Linked DNA regions of Mus musculus: region 1 is linked to region 2. The links are chromatin contacts, called in public HiChIP or PLAC-seq maps. All regions are on one chromosome and are shown on one strand. Each heading gives the region's core, a stretch centred on a gene start, on an enhancer-like site or on the middle of the called end of the contact. The rest is flanking DNA. Distances are from core to core; before and after follow the strand shown. Region 1 holds the start of Rpf2 (ribosome production factor 2 homolog). Region 2 holds the start of Traf3ip2 (TRAF3 interacting protein 2).

What was found. HiChIP or PLAC-seq counts read pairs in DNA pulled down with a chosen protein or histone mark.
Region 1: an H3K27ac HiChIP or PLAC-seq map of epiblast stem cells shows a contact between it and region 2, with 2.8 times the contacts expected there. The contact joins the promoter of Rpf2 here to the promoter of Traf3ip2 in region 2. A contact is called at or near these places in 2 of 39 promoter capture datasets (hippocampal neurons and pre-B cells) and 4 of 115 datasets of contacts at active chromatin or transcription factors (T-cell acute lymphoblastic leukemia, epiblast stem cells, memory CD8 T cells and 1 more).

The regions. Positions count from the first base shown.
Region 1 is chr10:40,245,543-40,250,608 of GRCm38.p6, forward strand. Rpf2 (ribosome production factor 2 homolog) reads right to left here and starts at 1,497. Exons shown (of 10, transcript NM_023323.3): 1 at 1,411-1,497. The coding sequence starts at 1,433. It overlaps Gtf3c6 (general transcription factor IIIC, polypeptide 6, alpha), which reads right to left. Exons shown (of 6, transcript NM_026113.5): 6 at 2,159-4,289. The coding sequence ends at 3,991.
Region 2 is chr10:39,610,792-39,616,213 of GRCm38.p6, forward strand. Traf3ip2 (TRAF3 interacting protein 2) reads left to right here and starts at 2,143. Exons shown (of 9, transcript NM_134000.3): 1 at 2,143-2,555. It overlaps Gm16364 (predicted gene 16364), which reads right to left and starts at 2,891. Exons shown (of 6, transcript NR_152259.1): 1 at 2,693-2,891.

The sequences.
Region 1 (5,066 bases), core at 247-2,746, 630 kb after region 2:
TTGTACTAGATGTAAGTTACAACTCCAATGTGCAAATAATTCAGGGGGCAGGGTATGGGGGACTTTTGGGATAGCACTGGAAATGTAAAGAAAATACCTAATTTAAAAAAAAAGAATGTAAAAAAAAAGAATTCAACTTTGCTTCTGATTTGCTGCAGTAAACATGATACTTTTCACAGTTTTCTATGAACAAAATTTCTCCTCTCTCAAATAAAAATAACCCTCCATTTCCCAGTCTTGGGACAGGTAGGGAAAGAAGAAAGAGAGAAAAAAAAGAAGGGAGGAGGGACAAAAAGAGAGCGAGAGAAAGAGAGAGAGAAAGAAAAGGGGAGGTAGGGAGGGGAGGAAGGAAAGGAAGGAGAAAGGGAGAGGAAAGAAAGAAAAAAATAAAAGAAAACCCAAAATATGCATACACCTTAATTTCCCACATAGAATTTAAAAATTCTCCTCCAATGAAATGTCATGTATAAAACCAAGTTAGGCTGAGCAGTAGTGACACATGCCTTTAATCCCAGCACTTGGGAGGCAAAGGCAGGCAGATTTCTGAGTTCAAGGCCAGCCTGGTCTACAGAGTGAGTTCCAGGATAGCCAGGGCTATACAGAGAAACCCCGTCTCGAAAAAACAAACAAACAAAAAAAAAAAAAACCCAAGTTAGTCATTTAATAGTCAGTCAAAGATGTACACATTTTATTGAGTTAAATCAAGGCACACACTGTTTTTATACACTTTACAGCCCGTGTCTTTATGCAATTTGACTAACCAGTTATCAATATAAATAGCACCTTACTAGTTAGTCATAGTAGGTGCACAAAATTCATTAATGACTAAAAAGAAACTGTCGTCTACACTACATATTTACTTAAGTAGCAGAAAACTGTAAGAACCAATGCAATAGCATTTGGGAACTCAATAAGTATTTTTTGAACAAACGTAACCATCACTCAGGGAAATGCAGAAGTGTACAAGGTTGGAAGGAAAAGAAAAATTCCCATTTTGTACCTGTTGTGGCAAACACTGCTCTCTACAGTTCTATGACACACGGCTGTTGTGACAGCTATTTTTTACAGGGTAAACTGATTTAGGGCTGTTCAAATGCCCAGAGTGACAAAACTTTGAGTCCAGTTTGTCGCCTGGTTCTTGTCAGATTCCGAGGCCACCACCATTCTCACAGCTCAGAATCTATCAGCGGCGAGGTCATAAGCCGATCACAGCGTCCGCCCTCGCTCCAGTCCACCGCCCGCGGTCTGCCACCACGGCTTCCCCAGCGGCGATTCGGGACGGAGAATCGGCCGAGCCGACTCCTTCCCAGGGACCACTAGCAAAGCACGACCGGAAAGAGCGACAGCGGGAAGACCGCGTCGGAGGTCACGGGAGACTCGCCCCCACGCCATCGCGCCCCACACACTTACAGAACTTTGTCCAAAGCATCCATAGCTGCAAGATCCCTTAGCGAATGCACGTGTACCGATTACTTCCGGGAAGCCGCCGCGAGCGCCGGAAGAGACGGTGCCGGAAGTGCGAAATACCACTTCAATGGACAGCCCGGCTGTCCGCGCTGGCGGCCATTTTGGGAAGGCATGGCGTTCCGTCTCCCTTGGTTACGGAACGTTGTTTGATTGTTCTCCGGAAAGTAAACGACTTAGTCGAGGATTTGGGAGGCAAGTGTTCCTTTTCAGGGAAATAACCAGAATGCTAGAAAGGTTGGAGGTACGGTACTCAGTTACCAAAAGTACTGCTATGAAAAGGACGCCATTAACTGGGAGAGCAGTTGAAGCAGCTTGATTAACCCCTCGCCTTCTACATGAAAGATACACGAAGAATACTGCTCATCGTGACTTTCTCTCAAGTCTCAGTCATATAACTTGCATATAGTTATATAAAATACACCTGGTAATGTGTACAATTCATTGGTTTGGGTGCCTTCACAAAGCCACTGAAGCCAGCACAGCCGTGAAGGCAGTAACACCAGCATTGGGGGAGGAGAGGGCAGAATTGAAAATTAAAAATTCAACCTCCACTCCACAATGAGGTGCACGCGCACACACACACACATCAAAGAACTCAGCATTGGGCTGCAGTCCTGGCATCTCAGTACTTTAGAAAGGAAGGCTGGAAGATCAGGCTGTGTAGGGATTTAGATGCAACCATCAACTATTATCTCATGCAATATACTTTTATTACTTCAAAGAGCTCACATACCCATCCACGAGTGGCACGGTGTTGCCTGGAATTGCCTAGTCTGCTGTACATAGTATGAATTGAATCTCATAGTGTGCAGTCTTGGGTCTGACTTTATTAAATTTTGAGTTTTGTTTTGAGACAGGGTTTCTCTACATCACTTTCTCTGGCCTGTAACTTGCTATATAGATCACCGGGATCTTGAATTCTGTGTTGTTTCTGCCACTTGAGTGACAAAAATTACAGTCATTTGCCACCACAAGTGACCTAATTTACCATTGCAAGGTCTGTGCATTTGTGTGCTCTGTTTTGGGGTGAGGATCTTGAAATGCAGCCAGTGCTGGCATAGAGCTGTTGACCGTGCTGGTGTAGAACCTGAGATGCTGCCTTTCCCTATGGACCACTGGAACTAAATGCATAGCCTACCAAGATTAAAGGCATGTCCTGCCATTCCAGGAAATCCATCTTTTTGCATATTGGGATGGATAATGGCAAGTTAGGAAGGTGGCTTCTAAATAGCTTTAAAGGCCTGGCTGGAGCTACCTGGGCAGTCTCAGTGGTATAGCACTTAACTATATACACCGTCCTAGGCACAAACTCCTGTCCAAGTCTGACCGGACTATTTAAGACACTGTCTCAAAATAAATAAGCAATAAATCCATCTGGTAAACAAACTCCTTTTCCCAAGTTCTATGAGCTGTGCTAGCAAGCAATTGAAGGTGAGAAAAGCATTGTGGGAACATTCAGTTTGTAGGCAAGTCAGAGGCGGTGGGTAACTTGGGGAACTACTTGAGATTAGCATGTAGACTAGAGATGGCACGATGGTATGGGGCTGTGGATCTGACACTAAGTCCAGGTTGACTAAGGATCAGAACTTCAGAACTGGATTAGGTTAGATGACATTGAATATGTATCCTCTAGGAACTCATCTGTGATTTAAACAAAACAAACAAAAAAACCACAAAACCCAGATATATAATATCTGTTGTACAAAAAAAAAGTCATCTGACTTATTGCATTCTTCACAGGATGACTTTAAAACACAAGAACACTTGCTGCGGTCAGAAGGCTAGAGAATTTAAGGCTAGTCTGGGTTACATATAAAAACTCTGTCTCAGGAAAAAAGGAGGGTGAGTATGGGGCAGAAGACAAGAGTGGTGATGGCCCAGCAGTTAGGAGGACTCACTGCTCTTAGGAAGGACAGGACTGCAATCCCAGCACCACATGGCTCATGGCCATCTCTATCTCCAGTTCTAAGAGGCCCAAAGTCTCTTCAGACCTCCTTGAAACTCTTGGCTCTCTTGAAACTCATTTTGTAGACTGGCTGCCCTTGAACTGAGAAATGTGCCTGCTTCTGCTTCCGGAGTGCTGGGATCAAAGGTGTGTGCCACCAACTGCCCCACATAAGTATTTTTAGGAGGGGTGTGTGTGGAGAGGGCTGTGAGGCGGCCCAACAGGTAAAGTGTTCGCTGCACAAGGCTGATGACCTGAGTTTAATTCCCACAAAGGTAGAAGGAGAGAACCTGGGGCTCACAGAGGCCAGAAGCAGGCATCAGATCTCTGGAAACTGAAGTCTCAGATGGCTCCAAACTGCCACGTATACACTAGAAATCGAATCCAGGTCCTCTGGAAGAGCATTTTAACTATGATGCTCTCTCTCATGTTCTAAAAGCTGAATTCCTGTGTGGTCCTACGTGACTCTGGTATACTAAGTCCTGACGTACCTGGAAACGCATACTGTCAAAATAACACGGGATGGTGAGCCACACACAGCTAAGCAGTAATTGCATACAAGACCACTTCTTTCAAGTTCACGACTGGTTGTTTTGAGAAACATTTCCATCTTGAGTTCCCATGAAAACAGAACTTTCCATCTCAGAAGGGGTCTCCCCTGAAGGAGCAGGGTCCTCCACTTCCGAGTGCTCCACCTTCTCCTGCTCCTGTGTCTGCTCCGCACTGCCTTTCATCTGACTCTCTTGGTCTTCCAGCTCCACAGGTTTATCAGAGGCCGGCCCTGCAGCCTCATCTTCATGTTCATGGAGAAAGCTGCAAATCATGTTGGGTCTATAGGAGAAATCATTATCCTTCATTTGCAGCCACTCTACGCCATCTAGTGGGGTCGGGGATAAACAGGACAAAAAGAAGGAAACAGAAGGAGAAAGCTCAGTCAGGACATTTTCTCTTGAACTAACAACAAATGTGGTGCAGATGAGAGCCTACACCGCCAGTGGGGATGTGAATTGTACAACCACTCAGACGTCAGCGTGAAGGTGCCCTATGAAAAAGGGTAGCACTGTCCGAGCCAGCTGTACTAATCCTGGGCACACGGAGGGAAGACCCTACAGTCAGTGCAGCAGAGACACTTGCACCTCTATGCCCACGGCTGCACTCTGCACAACAGCCAAGACACAGAACCATCCTAAAGATTAGTCGACAGATAGATAAACAAATGTAGGGAGATATAGCTTTGCACACCTCAAGTTCCTTCCAAAGGAAGGACCAAACATCTTTAATGTTTTTGTTTGTTTCTTTTTCAAAATTGGGTTCCTCTGTATAGCCCTGGCTGACCTGGAACTCACAGGCTGGCTTCAAACTCACAGATCCACCTGTGTCTGCCTCCCCAGTACTGGGATTGTAGGCCCAGACCACTGCAAGTCATCACCCCAACAGCTAGAAAAAGTATCTCTAAAGTGTGAGTGAGTGCCTGCCTGTAGGCACAGCTAGGGCAGTGGAGGTGGTAAGAAGGTCAGAAATTCACCCAGCCTGGGTGCTAAGAGCTCCTGTCAAAACCCAAAAGTGCTCCCGATACAATGCACAATGTAAGTTTCTTAGCTATAAGTAAGAATTACATTGACACATGTAGGAAAACAGACACAACCAGAACTCA
Region 2 (5,422 bases), core at 893-3,392:
CCACGACCTGCTCCTTTTGACTTTGACAGCAGCGATCCATGTGTAAACACAGTAAACACAGACCCAAGTGACTGGCAGCCATGGCCATGCCTGTTTACTGCTTCCTTCCTTCCCCTCTTGAGTGTTGTCAAGAATTGTATAAAGAAAGGGAAGTACCTCAGCTGCACTCAAACTTGTAGGAAACAGTCCAGAGCCAAGCAGCCGAGGGAGGAAAGACACTACAAGCGAGACAGCTCTGGCTGCTCCACAAATTAGCTATGTGCCCTTCTAGAAGCTACCAGGTGTCTCTTGAGTGTTGTGTTCTTCGAAGGCACAGCGCAAATGGCAGCTTCTGCACCTCTCGGGTCTGCTTGAAAGTTAAAGGTTAAAGGTTAAAGGTTGTTAAAGGTGTGCAAAGGTCCTCAGGAAAGAGCTGCTCCCTGGAGGTTACACACGAGCATCCAGACAGCAGTGGATAGCATCTGGGAACCTGAGATGTTGATGTCCCAGTCCTCAGGCATGGCCTCTGTCATTCCTTTCAGTCTAAGCTTGCCAGGCATGCGCAGACAGAAGTTTCTCGGCGCAGGAGACTCTCTATAAACAGTTTACATCCTTGGGCTGCTTTCCAGGAGGGGCCCAGCAGATGCTCTCAGCAAGGAGCTGTTATCCCATTCCCCAAACTCAGGATGGATTCAGAGAGGAGGGGTGCCCAGCAACCTCAGACAAGCCTTAGGCTTGCTGCCTTTCCCCCAGGCCACAGCTCTCATTGGGTGGAGACTGGCTGTCCTGACTCCTCATGGAAAGGGTTCCAAAGGCAGAGGTTTCCAGAAACTACTCTGAGGCTCATCTCAGCCCATTTAAGGACAGCTATGAGAAATGAGTTCATCTTCTCTCCTCTACCACCCCTTCCATGCCTTCCTTTCCTGTTCTCCTTTCAATGCTGACAGCTGCCCCTCCCCAATTACCCTCGTTTCAGCCACTCCACAAGGAGTGTTGTTTTCCCCCAACCCCTAAGATCTAATAATAATGTTCGAGGCAGAAAGTTCAAGGCTGAGCTAATAAATATGGGACTATCAGGCCTGTGTTACCAGGCTCAGCTACAGCCATTTCTGACGTGATGATCCAACAGGTATACAGTGACTGCCTACAATGTCATAAGCAGTGTCCTACATGCTGGGGACACCTCTCTCTCTCTGTCACTACATATATATATATATATTGTCAAGAATAATGTTTTATTAAATAATTTCTCAAAGCCACCTTCCCATGTTTGTACAAATAATACAAATGAATACAAATTTTCATTGTTTTAACAGCTAAGTAGTACTTCATTGTAAGAACACACCACAATGTGTACCACTTTATTATAAAGTTTTAAAAACAAGCCACATTCCCTTTGTTTATAATGTGTGGTACAACTTTAAGTGTAATACTTAGGCAGACCTGGGGCAATCTGATTGAGGACATTTTGGGCAATGTTCCCTATGCAAGAGTGGAGAGACTGGACTGGCTCAGTCTGAGACACTTTCTATGGTAGAGGGGGGAAGTTCAGTGGCTGCGATCAGTGCTGGCTGGTGGCCTGAGAGTTCACACCCGGACTGGCTCCCATCACCCTCCAGTGCTTTAGAAATAACCTGGATTTATATTACCCACACATAGCATGGTGCCATTGTTCTGCCTCCAGGATCCCTGTCTGTGCAATAAATTCTGTAGTGTACTGAATAAACAAAGGGAAAAGAAAGAAATAAACTTAAGATTGTGAAATGAGAGCCAGGCAGTGGTGGCACATGCCTTTAATCCCAGCGTTAGGAGGCAGAGGCAGGGGGATTTCTGAGTTCGAGGCCAGCCTGATCTAGAGAGTGAGTTCCAGGACAGCCAGGGCTACACAGAGAAACCCTGTCTCGAAAACAAAAACAAACAAAAAAGCAAAACAAACAAAAACCCAAATCAAAAGATTGTGAAATGAGAAGTCAGAGGTGTGTGTGTGTGTGTGTGTGTGTGTGTGTGTGTGTGTGTGTGTGTGATACAGTCCTGCACAGGGCTGTAGGCAGTGAATCCTTTGCCCCATAGTTACAGGCAGCAAATCTGTTTTGGTGAGTTAAAAAACACAGTTAAAAGTTCTTGCTTCATATTCCCTCCCATTATCAGGCCCAGGCTCGTTTGAAGCTGCTCAAGAATAAGCAGTGTGAAGACCGCAAGTTCTGTCTCCGGGAGACACCTTCTCAGGCGCTGCAGTAACCCAGAAGCCCGGGGCATTCCTCACAGTTTCTTATCTGGGTGGTAAAAGCAGGATGCAGCCTAATTGGTTGCTGGTTCTCTCTGGTGAACGCAAGAGGTTTCTGTTTTAAGAAATAAAGTGACTTCTTGGCGGTTGATTCACTGCCCCACGGGGAGAGGCTGAGCAGAGGCTTCCTCTCCGTAGAGATTTGCATACAGCATCCACTTCCTGCTCGAGAGCCTGCTCCACCACTTACCTGGGACTGGAGAGGGCGAGGGAGGTCTGAGCGGCCCAAGGTGGATCCCCGTGAGCAGAGCCAGCGACCACCCCCTGGGCCGTCTGTCGGTGGCGATCTTAGGTAAGTGAACTCACTGGTGCCTGGCTGCTCTGACCTCTTTAACCACTGGCCGGCTTTCCAGTCCACTGGCTTCTCTGTTGCCACAAGGTCCTGATCTCACTTCCCTCCGCCCTCCGCCCTCATGCCCCCACCTTTACCTTGTCCATCTGGAGGCCAGTTTGAGCTGAGACTGTGACAGAGTTCCAGCAGGAATGTGGCGCCAGTTTAGGGTTTCTCTCGGGCAGGCCTGGCTGAGTTTAACTCTATAAGGAGAGGCACACAGCACTACACGCTGCCGGGTTGGAGTTTTCAGTACTCATAGTCAGCCATCAAGAAATCAAAGTACGCAGTGAGTTCAGGGCCAGCCTGGGTGACGTAGCAAGAACCTGTCTTTAAAAACGAATCAAAACTGTTTCTCCAAGGAGGGAGCCATGGTAGAAAGGATTAAGTACTTGGCTTTCAGCCCAAGACACGTCAGGGACTGCGGGAAGGCCAACTCCCAGTTTTTCTCTATTTTATGCTGGGGGAAAATACCAGCCTCACATTCTTGGGTCAGAAAGTGCTCGCCGCCCCCCCCCCACATTCCCCCCCCCCCCAGGCCTCCATTTCCTTTAGCCAGTGGTTTGCTGGGTCTGGATGGTGCTGGGGAGGCCAGAGAAGAAACACTGGATCTTGGAAGCTGCCTTCTCTGTGACTTCCTAGTTCACAGTGGCCTCTTAGACTAGAGACTTTTTCTAAGGGTGTCGTGGAAAGAAACCAAATTAGTAATTGAAAAAAGCAGAAAACGTGCTTCCAAGTTCTCCCTCCACTTTGGTGTGGGTGCATCTCTTAGGCAATTCTCTTTGGCTCCCAGATGCCTGGATTTCTTCATCCACAAAGTGTGTGTGTGTGTGTGTGTGTGTGTGTGTGTGTGTATACATATGTGTGCACTCACACACTAACATGATTATGTCTAAATTCTTTTCTAAGAAACCAAGGCCAGGGTAGTCCCAGAAGGGTACTACCATAATGGGTGGTCTCTAAAACTTGTTTTGTTTACTGATTACTACACATATATATTTTACCCCTGCTACTAGTGCATTAGGAAGGCCTTTGCTTCTATTTTTCCAGCCCCCAGAACCTGGCATGTCATCAGATGCTGTAGAGGCACTCAATCTTGCACGTAAACTTTGAAAAAAAGTTTTTTTTTTTTTTTTCTCAGTTTCCCTCATCTGCTTTCCAGGGTGAAGGTCAAGCAGCTGTCAGGGCAGGCAGCCTGTGGTGGGGTGGTGGGGTGGTGGGGTGTTGGGGTGTTGGGGTGGTGGGGTGGTGGTGAGGTGGGGGTGGGGTAGCAGCTGCAGCTCTGCAGGAGAGCAGCCTAGAATCCAGCCATCATTTCTGGCTTTAACCACGCAGGGGGAAATGGGATTTCTTGAATTTAGCTCATGTCCCATGTGTTTACTGAGAGTCAAGGCAGGCTCCAGAGCTGGCAGACGATCCTGCTGCAGAGGCCAGGAGCTGGATCGGAAGGCACTCCAGGCCCCAGCAGTCCGTGTGTGGGCCTTTAATGGGAGGAGGGGAAAGGGAACAGAGCAACCACCCAGCACCATGTAAGGCTGGTGACTATGATTAGAGTCATCACCAGCTGGCAGATACGCTGGGTTCTTAACCTTTTCCAAACCACTGCTTTAAGAAACGTTATTATTGTTTCTTTTGAGCAACTACTTACTGTCAATACAGTTCCAGGAGCTTTGGGTATTGCTAAATTCTCTGTAGGGAATCCAGGCTCTGGTCTATAGCCTCATTTCTCTGTATTCTGGAATAAGGGCACGTTTGCTTGTGGTGAGTTCCTGATTCTTATTTCAAATCCTGAAGTGTTATCATCTGAAAGTGGGGTAGCAGCACTTTGATGGTAGAAGTGCCACCACAGCCACTCTTAATGTGGTGCTGCTCTCCCCAGTCATTCCACACAGGACAAGCGTTAGGGGGCAAATGATGCAGCCATTCTGACAGGTTCACTTTGTGGGGCCGCCTTAAGCAGGAGGGAGGGTCAGACAACGTTGCAGGATACTGTGGGACAAGAGAGTTTCTTAGCTTAGTGATTCTCAGAGGGCCCGAAGACACACAGTGTTCGAGCCTGCACGTCCCTGAATGAAGGGATTAGTGACTTTCAAATACACTGAAAATTAAGAGGAGAAAGCCCTATTTTCAGGCATCAGCAAGATAGATTACGGTGGCGTAGTTTGTCTAAATTAAATCAATGTCTTTCGTGTTGCAGAATGGAAATCTCAGATCCTGAATTCAAATCATTTTCTGCAGCAGGCAATTTTAGATTAGCTTTAAAAAGCATATCTGTATGAACTGTAGGCTCTAGGAAAGGATGCAGGTGGAGGTGTGGTCAACTTCCAGGTCCTTCCGTAGCCAAGTAAATGACCCTTAAACTTTGATCCTCTTTATCAAAATAGTCCAGCTGACCTTCCACAAGAAGCATCGGATGGCTGGAATCTAGACGCTGTCCTCCAGGCCTCTCCTATTTCTTCTCAATGTTCTGTCTCCCAGATAGTTTCAGTCATGAAACAGGGTTTCCTCTCCCCGCTCCCCTCCAGTGTTCCTTGTCTCCTGCCCAGCTCTGGGGGGCATCCCAGAGCCCATGTGTACTCCAGACTCGGTGCTCTGCCCACTCTTCTGTGTACAGGTGTGCATGCAGGTGTGTGCTGCGTGCAGGTGTGTGCTGCGTGCAGGTGTGTGCTGAAGGTGTGCCCCCAGGCCTTCTTGGAGACAGACCATAGACTAGAAAGCAGCCAAGGAAGGGTGGGTTTCCATCCAGTGGCTGCCCTTAGCATGTTGCCACTTTGGCTCGATTCCCTCATGGCATTGCTGAAAGCAAGATATTTGGGTAGATGGGAGAC